Linked DNA regions of Triticum aestivum: region 1 is linked to region 2. A link is a contact called in public Hi-C data. All regions are on one chromosome and are shown on one strand. Each heading gives the region's core, a stretch centred on a gene start, on an enhancer-like site or on the middle of the called end of the contact. The rest is flanking DNA. Distances are from core to core; before and after follow the strand shown. Region 1 holds the start of LOC123087147 (histone-lysine N-methyltransferase ASHR1). Region 2 holds the start of LOC123087143 (oxysterol-binding protein-related protein 1C).

Region 1 (2,977 bases), core at 292-2,791, 170 kb after region 2:
CGGCCCCTCACCTCGAGGCAACAGGATACGAGTTGCACGCTGTGTTGTACCTGAGGCAAGTTCAAGTTAAAACAAGATGACAACGCATTTTAGACAAATTCGGTTGTAAACGAGCATCTTTCTCTGTAGCAGGGACAGGGAATAGAATCGGAAAGACAATTTAACTGTAATTCTTACCGGGAACAGGGCCTACCACAAAAATGTTTTTTTACCAGGACGATAACTCAGCTTTATGTTAAAATTCCACATATAACATTACAATATTTCATTTATTCCAAATATTTTCTAGTATGTGAAGAAAAGGTCTAGACTCTGTATAGACGGAATCTATCTAAAGAAAAGTCTAGCTTCCGTATAGACAGAATCTAAATTAATATAATCCATGAGAAGAAAAGGTCTAGATTCCATATAGACGGAAATCTGAGATACAAACCACATAGGAATTTTGCAAAAAAAAACATCAAACTAATTTCTAGGATTTTAAAACTGAGCTCAAGTCTGAAACTTTAAAACCATTTTTTCCTTAATCAAGCTGCAGTGAATATACAATTGCATTGCAGAGCAACTGAGAGGAAATGTGATATTACAACCCTCGGATAACAAACAATATCTCGCTTAAATCTAATTTGCCACACCGATTGATAGACTTTCTAGAACGTCTTTTTGACATAGCCTTACAAAATAAGCACATCACAGCTCACCATCCGCAAACAAAAGTAGAGCTAGCACTAACAGTCAGGATCTACTTGCAGGTTTATTTCCCGTGTCCTGAAGCTACTGCGTGTTAACTTGGTTCGATTTGCAGGTGACAAACGTTGAACTAGATGCATAACCCTAGATGGAAGCAGCAACGCTTAGGCCTAGGGTGTGGCTGAGCTCACCGAGAGGCCTCTGGCGCTTGCAGGCCGCATGGATCTGGCCCAGGAAGTCGAGAGGGTCGCCCGTGACGGTGGAGGAGGAGGAGGAGCCCGAGGAGGAGGTGAGGTTGGTGTGGCCCGTGTCCCCGGCGGCGGGGAACGTGTTGCTCCTGCCGGCGGCCGCGGCGTCGTCGGGGGCCGGGGGGCGGAGGAAGTTACCCCTCCTCTCCATCGGCTGCGTCGGGGCAGGCGGTGGGGCCCAGCGGCATCTCGCCGGAGAGGCGGACCGGGTGGGGGAGAGGCCCTAGGGTTCCGGAGCTCGAGGCGGCCGCTCCGGGGGTCGCGGAGGGGGACGCTCGGAGCCGGCGGATTCCCGGCGCTGTACGCGCGCGGTGGTGCGGCGCGGGCGCGGCGGCGGCCGTGGGACGGGGAGCCGGAGCGAATCGGAGGGGTGGGGGGTGGGGGTGGGGCAGGAGGGAATGGCGACGGAGCCCCCAAATTTTGAAATGGAAGCCGAGCGAGCAGGACGACGGAGCAAAACCTTTTTTTTTTGCCACAAATGCCGCCGCCGTGCTGGTTGGGCTAGCAGGGCCTCCTGGCCGAAGCCCAGTTTTAGTACTCGGTATGGGCTTTAATCAGTCAGGTAGCCCGTCTGGCCCGGTTAAGTCGGCCTCACTACTTCCAGCGCGGTGGGGCTCAACTGTTTCTGCTCTGATGATTTCTCAAGCGTCCGGTGAAGCAAGCGGCGGAGCGTCCCCGCGGCAAGGGATGGCGGCGTGGGCGGAGCAGCTGCAGCGCGAGCTCGCCGGCCGCGGCCTCGCCGTCGCCTCCGTTCCAGGGAAGGGCCGCGGCCTCGTCGCCTCCCGCAGCTTCTTCCCCGGTAACCCCGCCCTCCCTTCCCTCGGTCGCAGCCCTTCTTTGCCCCTATACGCTGACCTGCCCGCGAACCGCTCGGTGAAATGCCCAGATGAATGGCACACGTAGTTGTTGCCGGGATGGACGATACTGGTCCTTGAGTCGAGCTTGGCCCGCTGGTTTATGTATAATCAAGCTCATGTGGTGGGATTCTCCGGCGGTTTTGCAGGGGAGGTCATTATTTGCCAAGAACCCTATGCTTCTACGCCCAACAGGATTTCGGTTGGATCGAGCTGCGACCACTGCTTCGCCTCCGGCAACCTGAGGAAGTGCTCGGTTTGTCGAGTAGCTTGGTACTGTGGGAGCGTGTGCCAGGTGCTGACTCTGCCCTTCAATTGTTTCACGTTGTTGATGGACAGATACATACTTCTGTGGCCATGCGTAAATATTCTTTGTACTGATTGTTATGCGTTCAGTGATGTCACTTCTTTCAGTGAAATTTTGTTACGCAGAAAGAAGAATGGAAGCTGCATCAACTTGAGTGTCAAGCCATCTCAGCGCTGACAGAGGAAAGGAAGAAGATGCTTACTCCTACAATCCGTTTGATGGTGAAGCTTATACTAAGAAGAAAACTGCAAAGCGAGAAGGTATTGGGCTGGTTTGGTCTATTCCTGACAAAAACTTTCTGTACAGTACCTCTGTATTTTCAGTGCATCAGTGTTAGCTGCATCCTGTTAGCTTGATACTACTTGTATTTCCAGGCCATTCCATCTTCAGCAACAGATAACTACGATCTAGTGGATGCGTTGGAGTCCCGTATCCTGCCCACTTGACACATTGATTCATGATAAATTATAAAGATTATGCTTTGTGAGTGTTGGATTGACTTCGCATGAATAGACATCTCGAAGGTTGATGATAATCAATTGGTCCTCTATGCTCAGATGGCCAATCTTGTGCAGCTGATTCTCCCTTCAATTGAACTTGATCTTAAGGAAATTGCACATACTTTTTCTAAGGTAATGCCCAATTGCCCATAATATGTTTTTGTCCTTAGGATCTTAAATGTTTTAACTGCTATGGTAGACAGAGATTCAAATTAATTATGCGATGCATTATGCTGATGAAAACAGCTGGTTTCAGGTGTTATTGTGAGTGTTTGATGCCTTTGTGTTTCTCTACTCTGATAGCTTTTTAATTTCTGAACGTTGAGATCGAGTGTTTGGTCTGAACCCCTCAGAGATGTCCTAGAACTTGCTAATCCT
Region 2 (3,316 bases), core at 701-3,200:
CCCAACAGAAAAGAAAAAATATTACTCACTGAATTCTAAACCAATGCAGCACCAATTCTATTAAAACTGTTCTGACTACAGCATTATTTCCGCCTGTTCTCCATTCCCATCTACCTTTGCTTCTCACTGATTCCTCCAAAAACATGTGAGCTAGGGGGCACTCCCGTGTGTGCTTGCACATGGTATGTGTAATTGTGTATGCTTCAACACGACATAACCTTAAAGGAATATATAAGGTGGAAACCGAAATAAAGTGCCAAAGCATGTTCTAGTTTTCAAAATTCTCAGGATGGACACATTTGAAATACACAAAAATGGGTAAACATGCATGAATAATGGTTTGTCTGCAGAATGTCCCTTCACCAACATCTACAGGTTTCTTCGCAATTTACCAAAACCTCAGCACATAGTTCCCACCTTCCATGAACTTAACCTCAATTTAGGTTTCCACCTGATACAGATCTACTAAACAGACTGCAGCATCTTACAAACTCAATAAAACAGCAGTGGCAGAAGATTTCAAAGAAATGCAAGTACTAACTCAATAAAACAACAGTGGCAGAAAGCTCAAAGAAATGTAAGTACAGCACGACCCATGGTGACAGCTAGTATTCAAAATCGGTTTCGATGTACACTCATGTCAATCGTGTACGCAGAACGGCAAAATTCCTCCGTGCGTCAATGTACGTCAGTAGCTCTGTACTTGTTTCTTCATTAATTAAACCATGTAGAGAATGGCACAATATCACACCATGCAGTGGACACCAAAATTTCCTACTCCCATGCACGATCAAGTTCTGTTCGAAGCAGGGTCAGATAGATATGAATACCTCTAGGTGGCGGAGCGTGTCAAGGAGTAGCGCCTGCTTCTGCTTGAGAAGCACAAGCTGCTTGTGCAGCGCCTCGAACTCCTCCCGCACGATCCTCTCGCTGTCAGCAATGGCAGCATCGCTGACCCCTTCCTGCTGCAGGCGCTTCTTCAGGCGCTCGGTGGAGACCGCCGCGGCCGCCGCAGTGTCCCCCGGCCCGACCATCTCGCTGGTGGACATCCTCGGGAACATCTCCTTGGTGGCACGCAGCGCCTCGAGCCACGCGGCCCTGTCCTCCCTCGTCTCGGCCCGCAGGTGCAGCCTCTTGGTCCCCGAGAAGATGGAGAACCTCCTGTCGTCCGATCTGCTCTCTCTGACGGTCGACACCTGCACGTCAACCACCCGTTTCAGCGTCAGAGACAGAGGGAAATGGATCTGCGGATCAGAGGAGCGAATCGAAGCATCGAGCGGGCGACTGACCTTGAGGTGGATTTCGCCGAGGGGCTTGCGGGGCGTCTGGTGGTGGCCGTGGCCGTTGGAGTGGGGGGCGGAGGCGGAGGAGGGGCGCGCGAGGCGGCGGAGCGAGTCCTCGCCGATGACCTTGGCGCCGCGGTCGGTGTCGCGGGAGAGGTCGATGCGGTCGGGCCCGTGGATCTTGTAGTAGGAGAGCACGCCGTCGCTGAGCGCGAACCAGCGGGGCCGCCACCCGCGGCCGTAGTTGACCCACTTGTAGAGGACCCCGGAGATGCCGCCGCCAACGATCTCGTTCAGCCTCACCCCGTCAGGCGGCGAGGAGGGGCCGCCCCCAACGCCGACGCCCGCCACGCGCGCCCGCGCTGCCGAGCTGCTGCTGCTGCTGCAGCAGCGGGCGGGCTGGAGCGGGGGCGGCGGCGGCGGCGGCATCGCGGGAGGGAGGCCCGCCACCGCGGGGGGCGCGGACGACGCCGCCGCCGCAGCCGCGGCGGGGGAGACGGGCACGGGGGGCACGCAGCAGAATGGGTGCATGCGGCGGGCGGCGGGGCCGGATCGGGCGCGGCCTGCCGCGCTGGCCGGCGGGGAGGGAGGCCGAGGCGTGCGCGTGCTAGGTTTAATTAATCCCCGTGGTTTATAAAATTCCTGCGCCGCGCCGCGCAGTTTATTGGGGGTGGGAGGGCGGAGGTGGGTGAAGAGGTTTAAATGCCGGAGGAGGAGGAGGGGGAGGAGTGGGGTAATAAACTGCTGGCCGCCTGCTCGGCGGTTGGGTAGGGTGGGTGGGTACCGTACTTGGGCGCTTCTCTTCCTTCTTCCTTTCTCCTTTTTCGCTTGTCACGACTCGCCGGGAAAGGGGACGACGGGCGGGCGGGGCGAGGGAGCCATGGAGGACTCGACTGGTGACACGTGTCAGGTGTTTTTTTTTCCTTTTGGCTTTTGATGAGTCCGTTGATTTATCCAAAACCAAATGTGTTCTGCTTCATTTTTTTGGTTTATATGCAACTCATTAGAGGATGGAGAAGTCCGGAAACAGTGGTTAGGAATGACATCGACGGATGGCAACCCATTGGCTAGCGGTGAGACGATAATGAGGTTCTATTCAGGTGCTGATGCAGGGTTTAACTTTCTGCTTTTTACCGCGACTAATTGTAGACTCCAAACGCTGCTTTGGAATTCATATCATGCATGTGGATTGATTTCATCCCTGATTTTCTACCGATAGATTGTGAAGGAGCCACGTTGATCTCTACAAGAGCTGTTTTGCCCCTGATGTGTCATCTGAGCGTTAATTCCGTTATCGCTACCGGTTACACGGGCTATTGTTCTTGAGCAGTTGAGCAATCGAGGATCCTATACACAGCCGCCGAGTGATCTAGTGGAACCTCTATTGGTTGAATAAATTATAAATTTAAATTTAACTATTTCATTTGTATACTTTACGTTTGAATTGATTATATTTGAATTATTATTGCATTGAAATATTGATCTTTGAATGGTTGTTGCATTGGAATTTTTACACTTGGGGTACTGCTGAAGTTTGGCTGTTTTTTAATAATTGAGAAAAAACTACTTACAAAAAAGTATATACTCTCTTTGTTTCTAAATATTTGTTTTTTTAGAGATTTCAAATGGACTATAACATACGGATGTATATAGACATATTTTAGAGTGTATATTCACTCATTTTGTTTCGTATATAGTCACTTGTTAAAATCTATAAAAAAACAAATATTTAGAAACGAAGGGAGTATATTCCGGACCTAAATGCTGGGAACATGTCAATTCGAACAGAGAGTGTTGAAAAATGTTGTTTCTAGGGGTATCTTACCGTTTGGTGGTGTGCCTCTGTAAAGAGCACTAGAAATGTTTTCCAAGAATTTTCTAGATTGACTAAGTCAAACATACGTCTTGTATTTGACAGGCATGCCATAACGCTGAAAGAATAGCGTCAGAGAACCTAAAATAAATTCAAAAAGCATGCGATCACTCGTGCCAAGCCTAAGACTTGACCCGATTGGACTGGTCCCATCACAAGA

The links. A called contact is a pair of places that touch in the nucleus more often than the background predicts.
Region 1: a Hi-C map of leaf shows a contact between it and region 2, with 5 times the contacts expected there. The contact joins the promoter of LOC123087147 here to the promoter of LOC123087143 in region 2. A contact is called at or near these places in 4 of 5 Hi-C or Micro-C datasets (leaf and an unstated tissue) and 1 of 1 datasets of contacts at active chromatin or transcription factors (leaf).

Annotation. Positions count from the first base shown.
Region 1 is chr4A:582,614,538-582,617,514 of IWGSC CS RefSeq v2.1, forward strand. LOC123087147 (histone-lysine N-methyltransferase ASHR1) reads left to right here and starts at 1,542. Exons shown (of 14, transcript XM_044509060.1): 1 at 1,542-1,737; 2 at 1,942-2,087; 3 at 2,225-2,359; 4 at 2,474-2,528; 5 at 2,613-2,731. The coding sequence starts at 1,572. It also overlaps the pseudogene LOC123087146.
Region 2 is chr4A:582,442,332-582,445,647 of IWGSC CS RefSeq v2.1, forward strand. LOC123087143 (oxysterol-binding protein-related protein 1C) reads right to left here and starts at 1,951. Exons shown (of 10, transcript XM_044509057.1): 1 at 1,290-1,951; 2 at 831-1,196. The coding sequence starts at 1,814.